Linked DNA regions of Sus scrofa: region 2 is linked to region 1. Evidence: chromatin contacts called from public promoter capture Hi-C data. All regions are on one chromosome and are shown on one strand. The core of a region is the stretch at or near the end of the contact, and the rest is flanking DNA. Distances in the headings are between cores, read along the strand shown.

The links. Promoter capture Hi-C pulls out the DNA fragments that hold promoters and counts their contacts.
Region 2: a contact with region 1 is called in a promoter capture Hi-C map of fetal liver, with 2.8 times the contacts expected there. A contact is called at or near these places in 3 of 5 promoter capture datasets (fetal liver, fetal skeletal muscle and liver), 13 of 47 Hi-C or Micro-C datasets (adipocytes, alveolar macrophages, embryonic fibroblasts and 7 more) and 1 of 2 datasets of targeted methods (alveolar macrophages).

What each region holds. Positions count from the first base shown.
Region 1 is chr5:83,597,335-83,603,442 of Sscrofa11.1, forward strand. It overlaps GAS2L3 (GAS2-like protein 3), which reads right to left and starts at 3,391. Exons shown (of 9, transcript XM_021092704.1): 1 at 2,865-3,391.
Region 2 is chr5:83,804,924-83,810,859 of Sscrofa11.1, forward strand. SLC17A8 (vesicular glutamate transporter 3) reads right to left here and starts at 4,549. Exons shown (of 14, transcript XM_021092718.1): 1 at 3,327-4,549.

The sequences.
Region 1 (6,108 bases), core at 2,141-4,640:
ACATACGTATAACACAAACACTAACATAAAGAAGTGTAAAAACAACATTAAATGTCTATTTAACAATGTCTGTTCAAATGTTAAATGTCTCTTCAACATTAAATGTCTTTTTAACAAGTCCTCCATCAAGGGAAAAGTCGTAATGTTTAAAATTCTATATAAAGTGATCTCTTCACCTCAGCTTATACTTACTAATCGAAAAGTTTATGTTTTGCATGAATGGGCAGAATTTCTATCAGTCAGCACTTCAGCAACATCTAGCACATGACTGATGGTCATAACACTTTAAATTCCCATGACACTTTCAGCAGCAAAGATGAAACTGCATTTAGTGTATTGGCTACATTTTATTACATTCTAGTTCTTGGGAAATTAGTAATTCCCTTATGAAATACAGTGGCAACTTTCAGGTCAAAACAATCTACTCTGTAACAATGTAATAACATGAGAAAACTTTTCAGAGTTTTTAGGAGAAACACTAAAGAGATATAAATGTAATTGGTGCCTGCATCTTGTAAACATTACTTCTGAGACACTTCGCTATGGCCCTTACATTTCAATAAAAACAGAGAAATATAAAGTTTGACAACTGAATAGGTCAAGTCTCCTATTCTCTCACATTCTATGTACTTCACACGGTACATTAAGCATGTAAAGGTATATCTGATATCAAAGCATAGGAAGCAACAACTAACAGGAAGAAAGTAAAATACACACATAGATACACAGCCATGTTACTACAAGAAAGTAAAATATAGCAATACACATTAACTTAATCCCTTACTTTCCTCATCAACGGTCAGTTTGAAAAAAAAGTATTATTGAAATAACTGAACTTTCATTCTTAACTCCAAACTTAAGCTGAGGTAGGAAAGGGAAAAAAAGGGTGCTGCTTAGTAAACATATAATGAATAAGCAAGAACTCAATGGAAAAATGTAAATTACTTCTGAATTGACCCAAACATTATTGTACTCATTCAGCTTTTCAGCAACAGCATATATACTGTTGACATTATTATTACACTTTGTTCTACCATCACAAGTTATTGTCATCATTTTTTAATGAAGTGTTCCAAATAATTCCATAGCCACAGCAGAAATGGACCTGGGCCATACAAACAATACTGTGCAGAGAAGTTGCTTAATGGTGAGAATATAAATGCAAGAGTAGTATGGAAAAAAAAAAAAAAAAAACTCTTTGGACATTGGAGTGAGACAGTCTAGACTGAATTCTGGATGGAACTTAGTAGCTTCATTCCTTTCTGAGCTTCAGTTTCCTCATCTAAAACATGGAGAAAACACCAACTACACTGCGGGATTATTAAAAAGAGCCAGATACAATTTTAAGTGCTTCACATGAATGAACTTTATCATGAATGTTAATTACCACTACCTCTGGCACTGCCTTCACCTTCTGCTCCTCTCCTCTGTGGGGATAACCTGAACTTTTAATCCAAATTATACAGCATAGAAATAATAATCGCTATGTGTCAGGCACTGTTCCAAACAAGTTGTATGGATTATTTCATTTGATCCTCACAACAACCTTCACATCAGTAAAGTAGTGACTCTTAATCTTCTTTTACAGAGTAGAAAATTTAGGTTGAGAAAGATTAAATAACTTGCCTAAGGTCACGAACATGGTAAAGTCTGACTTTCAGAGCCCCTTGTGCTTCGTAACTCTCCTACACTAAAAAGAAATATTATTTTTAATTCATTAACGTCAAAATAGACACACCTACTATTCAAAGTCCGTTGGTTTTTAATGAGTTTTTGAAACAGATGAGTCAGACAGGGAACACGCATCAGGATCTGAACCAATCAACTATCACCTAAGTTTCCACTTTTTTCATCCAGATCCATTCCAGTCCCCTCCCAAAGGTAATCCGAGTCGGTGAAAACTCCAGTTCCCAATCACTGAAGGGCCAAGTGAGTGATCAGATAGCAGTTCACAAACGGCTTATCTTCTGAGAGAGTAGCTATTAGCACTCTGCACGCAAACGAAGAAACACCCAAACTCTGACCCAGACGGGGTCTACCAAACAAATAAATAAATAAAAATCTTTTCATTTTATAATGACTAATCAGCTTCTCCACCAGGTGTACCACGAAGCACTCTGAATCCATAAGGCTCAGTCTCCTTGCTGGAAAAGATCAGTTAGGAACCAGGAGTGACTAACTGCATGGGCAAGCAGTCTCCAAATTTTCCTCGGATTACCAAGGCAATCTGTAAGCCTCCCTCCACCCCACCCCCAACCGTTGGGTGTGGGTGGGAAAAGCCCCACGCTGAGCCTCCAGTTATATACACTTGTTCCGTCCATCTGGGCGATCTGGGCCTTGCAAGGACTGGAAGGCACAAATAGGGAAGAAACTGTAAACTCCGCCTGAGGGCAAAATGACTATCTGTCATCCTCCTTCCCACGTCAGTGACTTCATCAATTCTTCCACAGAGTGACGCTGAGGAATTAAGTGACCCTATAAGTGCAAGGCACTTGGAAATGAAGGTGCCCCTGGAGAGCCTAAACTAGCTTCAGGCTCTGATCCCTCCTCGGATTCTAAAGCTCTTCCGCAGTTTAGCACATCCATACCTGCCGTCCCCCTCCCGGCACACCTGTTGCCCTTTGCACAGACCTGGGGGGGCAGGGGAAGGCAGGCATAACCTCACCTTGACGGCCTCAGGGACCAATCAGAGCACGCGACTCCAGCAGCGGGCCAATCACAGAGCGTCTTGGATCCCTCTGCTCTGGGCCCCAACCAAACCACCACTTTGACTCCGCGACCGCAGGGGGCTCCTCGAGCGCAAGCCCCGAGAAGACGAGTAAAAGTTCGCGAGGTAAAAAGAAGGCAAACAGGGAAGTACTCACCCACCCAGGCGCAAGAAGCTCACTTCTCTCTACGGGACATCTCGCTCAATCTGTGCCTCGCAGGCACGCCCCTGACCAACCGCCGCGGCCGCCGCAGCCTCCCGGGTCTCCGGGTTCACCGCCGCCAGTTTCGAAGGAACCAATCAGAAGGCGGGTAGGGGGCGTGGTTTGAGGCCCCGCCCCCAGGCCGCCCGCACTGGACTGGTGTGCCTCAGTCAACAGGCAACCCGCCCTCTGCAGCCGTCTAACAGCTGCAGAGACCAAGCCCCTCTTTTTAAAGAATTTGTCTTGGTCATGGAGCACGTCCCCTTATCTGGCCCTCTCAGGGAGAGCAACAAACCTTATTTGTCCCGATTGGCAGGAGAGGTGAATCAACCTCGCCTCTAAGCATCCTGAAGTGTTGCGCTGCGCCCTGAGTTTTACCCTGATATGTTAAGAGCCCCTCCCAATCCTAAATCCACCTCTCTGGCTGTGCTGAAGGCACCAGGGTTCCCAGATACAACTGTCACCCTGCAGGAATGGGGAGAGGGATGGAGAGAAATCCTGTAGTTCCAGGCTACAGCTGCGGCTGAAAGCAAAAAGAGGATGTTGGCTCTTCCTTCAGGAAACACCAGAGCAGGGTGTAGGGGAGGGGGAAGACAGGAGGGGGGAGGCGGGAGGGGGGAGGGGGGGCAGAGGATTACCCTCTGCAGAATGAGAGAGGTTTACTAACTCCGAGGGTTGAGGTGACGTGGATACTGGGCTTGAATGTAACAAAAGATAGGTCTGTGATACCTAAATGTGGCTTGTTAATACCCGGGCAAAATCAGTGCCCAAAGCTTGGGAGCCCAGGCCGTTCCTCTTTTTTCAGTTTTATTTTGGGAAATCATGTTACCTCTTTGGGTCCCAGTTTCCCATCTGTAAAGAGTGGAATTGACCTGGAATGATCTCTCTAGCATTTATTCTTTCATTCACTCACCAAAAACAGGCAGGAGCTACACTGTTGCTCGCTGAAGAGACTAAAAGTGTGCAAGACAATCCTTGCCTCCGAAGTGCTCAGCAGCATGGTAAAGGCTCAGTGGAAGTCGGTGAGAGCAGCTACCAGTCTCCGAGGGTGATGGTCAGAGGTTTGAAAGGACTTGAATGTTGAAGGAGAAATAGAATCTGCAAGAGAGGTTATTTAGGAGCAAAGGATGCTTTCTAGGCAGAGAGAACAGCAAGGTTCCAGGGATGTGAGAGCACCTGGAATGGTCTGGGAATAGCAGTTTTGAGCGACTAGAGTTTGGGGATTCTGAGGTAGATCAGGCTTGGAGGAGTAACCACAGATGAAAACTCTGGTAGGTACTAAGGAATTTAGATTCTTGCAAGCAATTGTAATTATGTTTTAGGGGGAAAAAATCATTTTTGCGAAAGAAGTAAGACTGGCAGCAATCCTAAAAATTAAAAGCTGATAGGGAGTTTCCACTGTGGTGCAAAGGGATTGGCAGTGTCTCTGGAGCCCTGGGATGCAGGTTCAATCCCCCGCCTGGCACAATGGGTTAAGGATCTGGCATTGCTACAAGTACAATTCAGATCTGATCCCTGGCCCCGGGAACTCCATCTGCGGGGGGCGGGGGTGGGGGGGTGGGGGTGGGGGGGAAGGTGCTGGCAGTTACATAAATAGCTCAGAAGTGATGGTGAGAAAGACATGTCTGGAAATATCTAAGTGGCTGATTTATCTGGACTTGGAACACAGGGAAAAGAACTGTGGAGGAAGAATTAGGCATTTTGGTCTCGTGTTCACCTTGAGTTTGTGCCAGAGATACAGATTTGAGAAGTCAATTCAACAAATACTGTTAAGGACTTTCTCTGCACCAGACGCCATCCTAAGCACGGGAGTCCTACTTTCACAGCAGGACTTGGTTAGGTCAGCGAAGATGGTCCTCAAATAGTTGACATTTAAGTAGTAATTGAACCTGATGCCTAATAGTGATGGTTCCTTATTCACTGAGGTCTATTCCAGAATCTTTTACTGCCCATAACTGCAATAGATCCATTTTCACAGGACCTATAGTTCAAATCAACCTGTGTTTTATAATGTTTCTATTTAAAACTAAAGGGCAATTTGTTATACCATTTCAGAGTGGAGTTGAGGCTTTTTTTTTTTTTTTTCCTGTCTTTTCTAGGGCTGAACCCACAGCACGTGGAGGTTCCCAGGCTAGGGGTCTTATCAGAGCAGTAGCCACCAGCCTACGCCAGAGCCACAGTAACGCCAGATCCCAGCCAAGGCTGTGACCTACACCTCAGCTCACGGCAACGCCAGATCCTTAACCCACTGAGGGAGGCCAGGGATCAAACCCACAACCTCATGGTTCCTAGTCAGATTTGTTAACCACTGAGCCATGATGGGAACTCCAGTTGAGGCTTTAAATTGGATTTGTTGCGCCCTAATACCAAAATATGTACATTTCTCTATAGAACCTTAAGAATAAGTAAATTATGTCATATAGGTCTTGCTTGATGAATCATTAAAGTCAGTAGTCTTATTTTTTCTTACATGCATACTATGTACCTAAACTTTTGAATACTACTTATTAAAAATTGAAACTAGAATAGCATTGCTTCAATTTAAATTACAAATGAGGAGTTCCCATTGTGGCTCAGTGGTAACAAACCTGACTGTATCTATGAATGCCTGGGTTTGATTCCTGGACCTGCTCCATGGGTTAAGGATCCAGCATTGCCCTGAGCTGCAGAATAGGTCGAAGATGCAGCTCAGATCCCATGTTGCTGTGGTTGTGGTGTGGGCCGGCACTTGCAGATCCAATTCATCCCCTAGCCTGGGAACTTCCCTACGCCTTGGGTGCAGCCCTAAAAATAAAAATTAAAAAAAAATTTAAATAATAATAGGTAAAAAATAAAATTACAAATGAGAAAAAAATGAAACTGTGCTATATGAAGTGTGAACATATTCTCTAATAAATACACACTACTTGATATTTCTCTAAGCCATTTGATGAAACTGGCAGCAGGGTATTTTTATCATTGCTTTCTTTTTATTCTCTTTGTCTATTTGGTTTGTCTTGGTAACTCCCCTACCTTATAAAGACATTGTGGTGGACGGTGAATCTGGAGTCAGGAAATCCGTGCAAATCACTTATCTCCTCTGGTTAAATGTGGGGATTGGGTGAAGAATTCCCTTCTAGATTCTTTGATTCTTATTGCTTTTCCTTTATATATAAATATATATATATAAAAGTTCTCCTTATCACTCTTTTAACCTCGC
Region 2 (5,936 bases), core at 3,299-5,798, 210 kb after region 1:
TATGACACAAATGAACTTATCTATGAAAGAGAAATAGACTTACAGACATAGAGAACAGACTTGTGATTGCCAAGAGGATGGGATGGGAGAGGAATGGACTGGGAGTTTGGAATTAGCAGGTGCAAACTATTGTGTATATGTATAACTAAATTACTCTGCTGTAACCATAAATACAACATTATAAATTAACCATACTTCAACAAAATAAATGTTTTAAAAAAGAGTGAGAGAGAAAGAACATTGAAAGAAAAAAAAAAAATACATAGTTTTGGGCCACCAAGCTTGCCATCCACAACCCCTCAAGGCTGAGAATGCTAAGACTCCTGGAAAACACATAATCTAATCACACTACCAAGTCTTTACCTGTCTCCAGAAAGCTCACTCATACATCAAAAGCAAGTACAATTAAATTATTGGAGTTTCCATTGTGGCTCAGCAGGTTAAGAACCCAATAGAGTGAGGATGAGGGTTCAATCCCTGGCCTCGCTCAGTGGGTTAAGGATCTGGCATTGCTGCAAGCTGTGGCATAGGTCACAGATGCGGCTCAGATCTGGTATTGCCACGGCTATGGTGTAGGCCTGCAGCTGTAGTTCCAATTCGACCCCTAGCCTGGGAACTTCCATAAGAAGTAAAACGAAAAAAAAATAATGATAAATACACTCTCTTGCTACAGAAAGCATTCCCTGGTGAAGTTTCTAATGCATCCCTCAACCTCTAGATACCCTTAGGTTACTAATCTCTTAGAACACATAATGGAAGTGCGCCTAGGGAAAGACCTCTTAAGGGTCAATGACTGCTAAGAGCACTAACCATTTCTGCAGAATGTATTGCTCATGAAACACACCTGAATCTACAAGGTTTGTGTGTATTGATTTAGATGGTTTATAATAATAACTAACATTTTCAGAGGACTCTCTAGGTGCCAAATTTTAAGCACTTAACTCATTGACAATGACTCAGATAAGCATCATCATTATATCATCTACAGACGAGGAAATTGAGGCACAGAGATTTTAAGGAAACTTGATCAAGTTCATACAGTTAGGAAACTAGGCAGAGATAGGATATGGACCCAAGAAGTCTGACATCAGAGCCTATATCCTTAGCTTCTACGCCAGAACTGTTGATGATCAAGATGAGAAAATATAAAGCCAGACGTTCCAGAACTGAGGCTCATTTTATTCATTTATTCACTTGTTCCTTCTCTTGAGGGCCTACAATGTGGCAGCCCTTTCTCAGGCACTGGTGATAGAGGTTGAACCGTGGTATTTCCCTTGAAGGAATAAACAAGAAAATGAATGAACCTGTATGGTATAGTGAGTGACAACACATGGCAATGGGACCACAGGTAAGGACACCTAACTAGCTTGCAAATGAGAATGGGAGAGGGTTTCCTAGAAGAGGGGACAATAGCATTAAGCTTTCAGGGATGAGAAAGAGTGAGGCAAATAAAATAAAAAAAAACGTGGGATCAAAGATTTGTACGAGAGAGCCTGGCACCTGGGGAAACTTGCAGAGTGTCAGAGCTGGATGAGTGTACTTCATGGTAGAAAACAAGGCTGGAACAATGATCATGAGCTAAATTTATACAGTTTAGTTGTTACAGAGGAGCAGTAGAACATGCAGTCCCCATCTCAAAATATCAAACACAGCAAAGGCAGAGGAAATTATGTATGGAGGAGAAACACAAGGGCCGCAAAACTAAAGCTTTGGTCTATGCTGGGGATATGCAGACCAAATATTCATTAGGAAAAAAATCCAGCCCTTAACATGTATTTGGTGACCTCCCATGATTCTGTACAGAAAAAAACCTCTTCCCTTCAGAAAATAATACCGACTAGGATATCTTTCGAGGAGCTTGCCCAGATTATAGCAATTCCTCCTTCTCAGGGAACTTTCCTCCCCTTCTCGTCCCCCTCCTCTTTTATGGCAACAGGCCTCTGGAAGTCCCATATATGTTATATTGCTTCCCATCCCCTCTGACACTGCTAGATGGACCAGGGATGGGCCCCCGCACTGCACTGAGCTGGTCAAATGCCAAATTCTCTTGTAATTTAACTTTAGAATTGAGAGACCATTATTAAAAAAAAAACCTCTCTATAATGCTTTACAAACATAAGGCGGCATACATGAACACCCTCGAAACACAGTAAGTTCCAAATTCCATTCCTCAACGTAACTAATTAAATATTTTCCCCAATTAATAAAAATTAAAAATTTTCCCAATTAATGAAAATGAATTTTTCCCAGTTAAGGCAAAAATTACCTACTAACAAAAACTTTAAATAAAGTCAAATAATCAAAATACAGAAATGTAGGATGTCTTTTCACAGCATGGAATAATTTGAGTATTTTGCATTTTTCATAGAATTTATATGAATTCCTTATATTTATGAAATGTGTGAACTTCATCCTTCACTGCTCCTTTGAGATTATAACTACCTAGAGAATTAGGCTAGGCAAATTACATCACTTTACTGTTGAAGCCAATGGGCACAGAGAAAAATGAGCGAAGTACTTAGTTCTTTAGAGGTACTGGGCAGAATTGAAGCAGAAATCATATCCACCTATTCATCCGCTGGCTGTCACGGCTGCCTTTACCAAATTACTAACCCTTTTGTCTTGGAGAATCCCATGCCCACAGCCCCCAACACAAGATACTCGATTACCAATTTTTGAGCATGTTTTCTGGCAGTAAAGATAACTTTTTTCTTTAATGTGTTACTGCCCACTATATATTGGTATATATTGGTTCAGTGGATATCCCTATTTGTGTGTAAATTGGGCAAATACTTGTTCACTTCATCCAACATTATTATAGCATGGAAACATTCCAGTTTTGCTCTATGCATCATGAAAGTTGACTTCAAATATATCTTAGATTGTGTCTGAGATAAAACACAGAAACCCTGATGATAAATGTAGTATTATGATATAGTTGCATCATAATAATGCAACCTGAAAACGTGGGAGGGAGGAAGTCAGGATCAGAGAGGACATTTTAGAGAATTTTTTACCACTTTCACTTTTCTTGAAAACACAGGAAAAAATCCAGAGTGTCCAGGTTAATTTCAATACGTCAAATAGAGGACAGAGCTCATATATCTAGAATCAGTATGGAGGAGTTCCCACTCTGGCGCCATGGGTTAATAAACTGGCTTGTCCCTGTGGCAGTGGGTTATGGATCTGGCGTTGCTGCAGGTGTGGCACAGTCGCGGATGTGACTCGGATTCAGTCCCTGGCCCGGGAACTTCCCTACGCCATGGGTGTAGCTGAAAAAGAAAAAAGAAAAAGAGAAAAAATCAAGATGGAACAAACCTACACACCTCTGACAAGTACTTCCTGTGAGATCCTAGCCTTCTTACAGAGTCAATATTACAAGCCAGACATCAATCTGTCACAGCTTGTCTGTCAATGTTCAAAAATGTACCTGAAAAAAAAAAAAAAAATGTAATGGGTCATTACTTGGGAGACAGTGACATCTGGTGGTTTACAGACTAAATACATTAATGCCAGACATTTTTCCCCCAGAAACCAACCACTGTTTTAAAGGAGTAGATTTATTTGGTTTATCTTTATTGAGCTCACAAGCATAGATTCTCCAACTTCTTAAAGAGGCAACAAAGCATAATTATGACTTAAAAAAACTCACTTTAGCTCACTTATTTTACTCCTTACATTGGTGTCATTCTGGGCTTATTCAGCCAACATTAATTCCACTTTGGTAATCAAATCATTTGACTTTAATTCGAACAGTTTTCATGTAATCTTAGAATTCAAAAGGACTTTGGGAGTTACCTGCTTTAATCCCCTCCCATTGTGTGCAGCTTAATTTGGGAAAATTAATTCCTAAGCAGTCATTAGCACCAAAAACAATTTTTAAAATGCTACCACAAAGTTGAGCTCAGGCCCCATCTCCTCTGAAGAAGCCTTCCCTCCTGTGTAATTTGTCACAGCACATACCACACTGTCCTATAATTGTCAGCTTACTCAGCTATTTTCATAACCACAGTGCAAATTCCTTGAAGACAAAGCCTCTATTTCACTACTATTTGTGTCCCAAGAATCTCACAGTGCCAAGCCTATAACCTATTTTTGGCTTGTTTTCTGAAGAACAAATGTACTCAAATAATGTGGGGCGCGGTATCTGTCTTCATTCAAGCAGATATTATGTTAGAGGCTTCTATCCGTCGTAAGAAAGGTGGATGGAGATATCTATCAAGCACTTACCATATGTCAAGAGCCTTGTCAGGTGCTTCGCACTTTTCCTTCACTTAATCCTAATAAGCCTGTAAGATGTGATCCTCATTTTCATAGCTGAGAAAACTTATTCCGGTCAGTTAGTGAAAGAGACAAGATTTAAACTCATTCACTCCATACTTACACTTGACCTTATTCCAAAAGGAGCATTTCTAAGAACATGATACAAAACCTTTTTTAAAAATGGAAATCAGAGCAAAGGAGAAATGAGAATTTCAAAAATCAGGAGTTCCCATCTTGGCTCTGTGGTTAGCGAACCCAACTAGTATTCATGGAGACGTGGGTTCAATTGCTGGCCTTGCTCACTGGGTTGGGGATCTGGCATTGCCGTGGGCTGTGGTGTAGGTTGCAGACACGGCTCGGATCCTGTGTTACTGTGGTTGTGGCACAGGCCAGCAGCTACAGCTCGGATTCGACCCCTAGCCTGGGAACCTCAATGAGCTGTGGGTGCAGCCCTAAAAAAAGACAGAAGGGAAAAAAAAAAAAAAAAAAAAATCAGTTAAAGCCAGAAGGTAAGTACTGAACAACACATGCAATTAACATCCTGTATACTTTTGCTATAGCTAGACTGCAAATTTGGCTGGAACTCCCCAGCTGTTAACATGTCATTTGCTACATTATTCAGAGACATTAAGAGATAAGGGCAAACTAGTGCTTAGAAGCACATTTACTCATGAACTGAAAGCTGAAATTTCTCCTGTGGGTCCTCAAGGAAGCATTGTATGTTGGTGATCCAGTGTCACCCTTGGCATGAAAATAAGTTTCACAATACAGTCCAAAGCTCAGCTTGAGTGTGGCAAAGGAAACTGACATGTGGCCAAAACAAAGCAACCTAGGCACAAAGATCTTCACAGTGGGTTTAATTTCATTCAGAATTTCTAGAGAAATGGTTGGACTCCATTTTTGGTCTCCTCCATAAACCTTTCGAGATTTTTGAATGATGGGCAATGGAGAGCTAGAGTTGTTCTCTGCTAAGTATCCAGGTATAGATATCATTACCTATCAGGCACAGGCCTATTATGATCACTTGAGCTGGGGAAAAGATGCCATCCCCTGCAGAAACTGGAGCAGTCTAATGAGGATACCATCTCAGCGGGAGGCCTTTCCTCTTCACAAAAGTCATCTTAGAGACAAAGTGACCTTGTGAGAGACACAATTCTCTTAAAAACTATACTTTGGGGAGTTCCCATCATGGCACAGTGGTTAAGGAACCCATGAGGTTGCAGGTTCAATCCCTGGCCTTGCTCAGTGGGTTAAGGATCCAGTGTTGCTGTGAGCTGTGGTGTAGGTCGCAGACTCGGCTTGGATCCTGCATTGCTGTGGCTGTGGTGTAGGCCAGCAGCAACAGCTCTGATTAGACCTCTAGCCTGGGAACCTCCATATGCCATGGGTGTGGCCCAAAAAGATCAAAAGAAAAGAAAAAAAAAAAAACTACTTTGGATCTGTACTAACTGAACAACCATGTAAAGCAACTCATCCCACCTTCACAGACCAAGAATGCTATTTTAGCCTGAAATAATTTTTAAACATACCCCCCTAAACCCCAACTTTACCTGGCTCCAAAGTTCATGCACTTTATGCTCCTAATGTGCCTGTGGACATGCCTCATATATGACTTGTGTCTGATCACTGCATTTACAGACTGGCAGGGACTTGAAAGGGACCTGCATAAATGT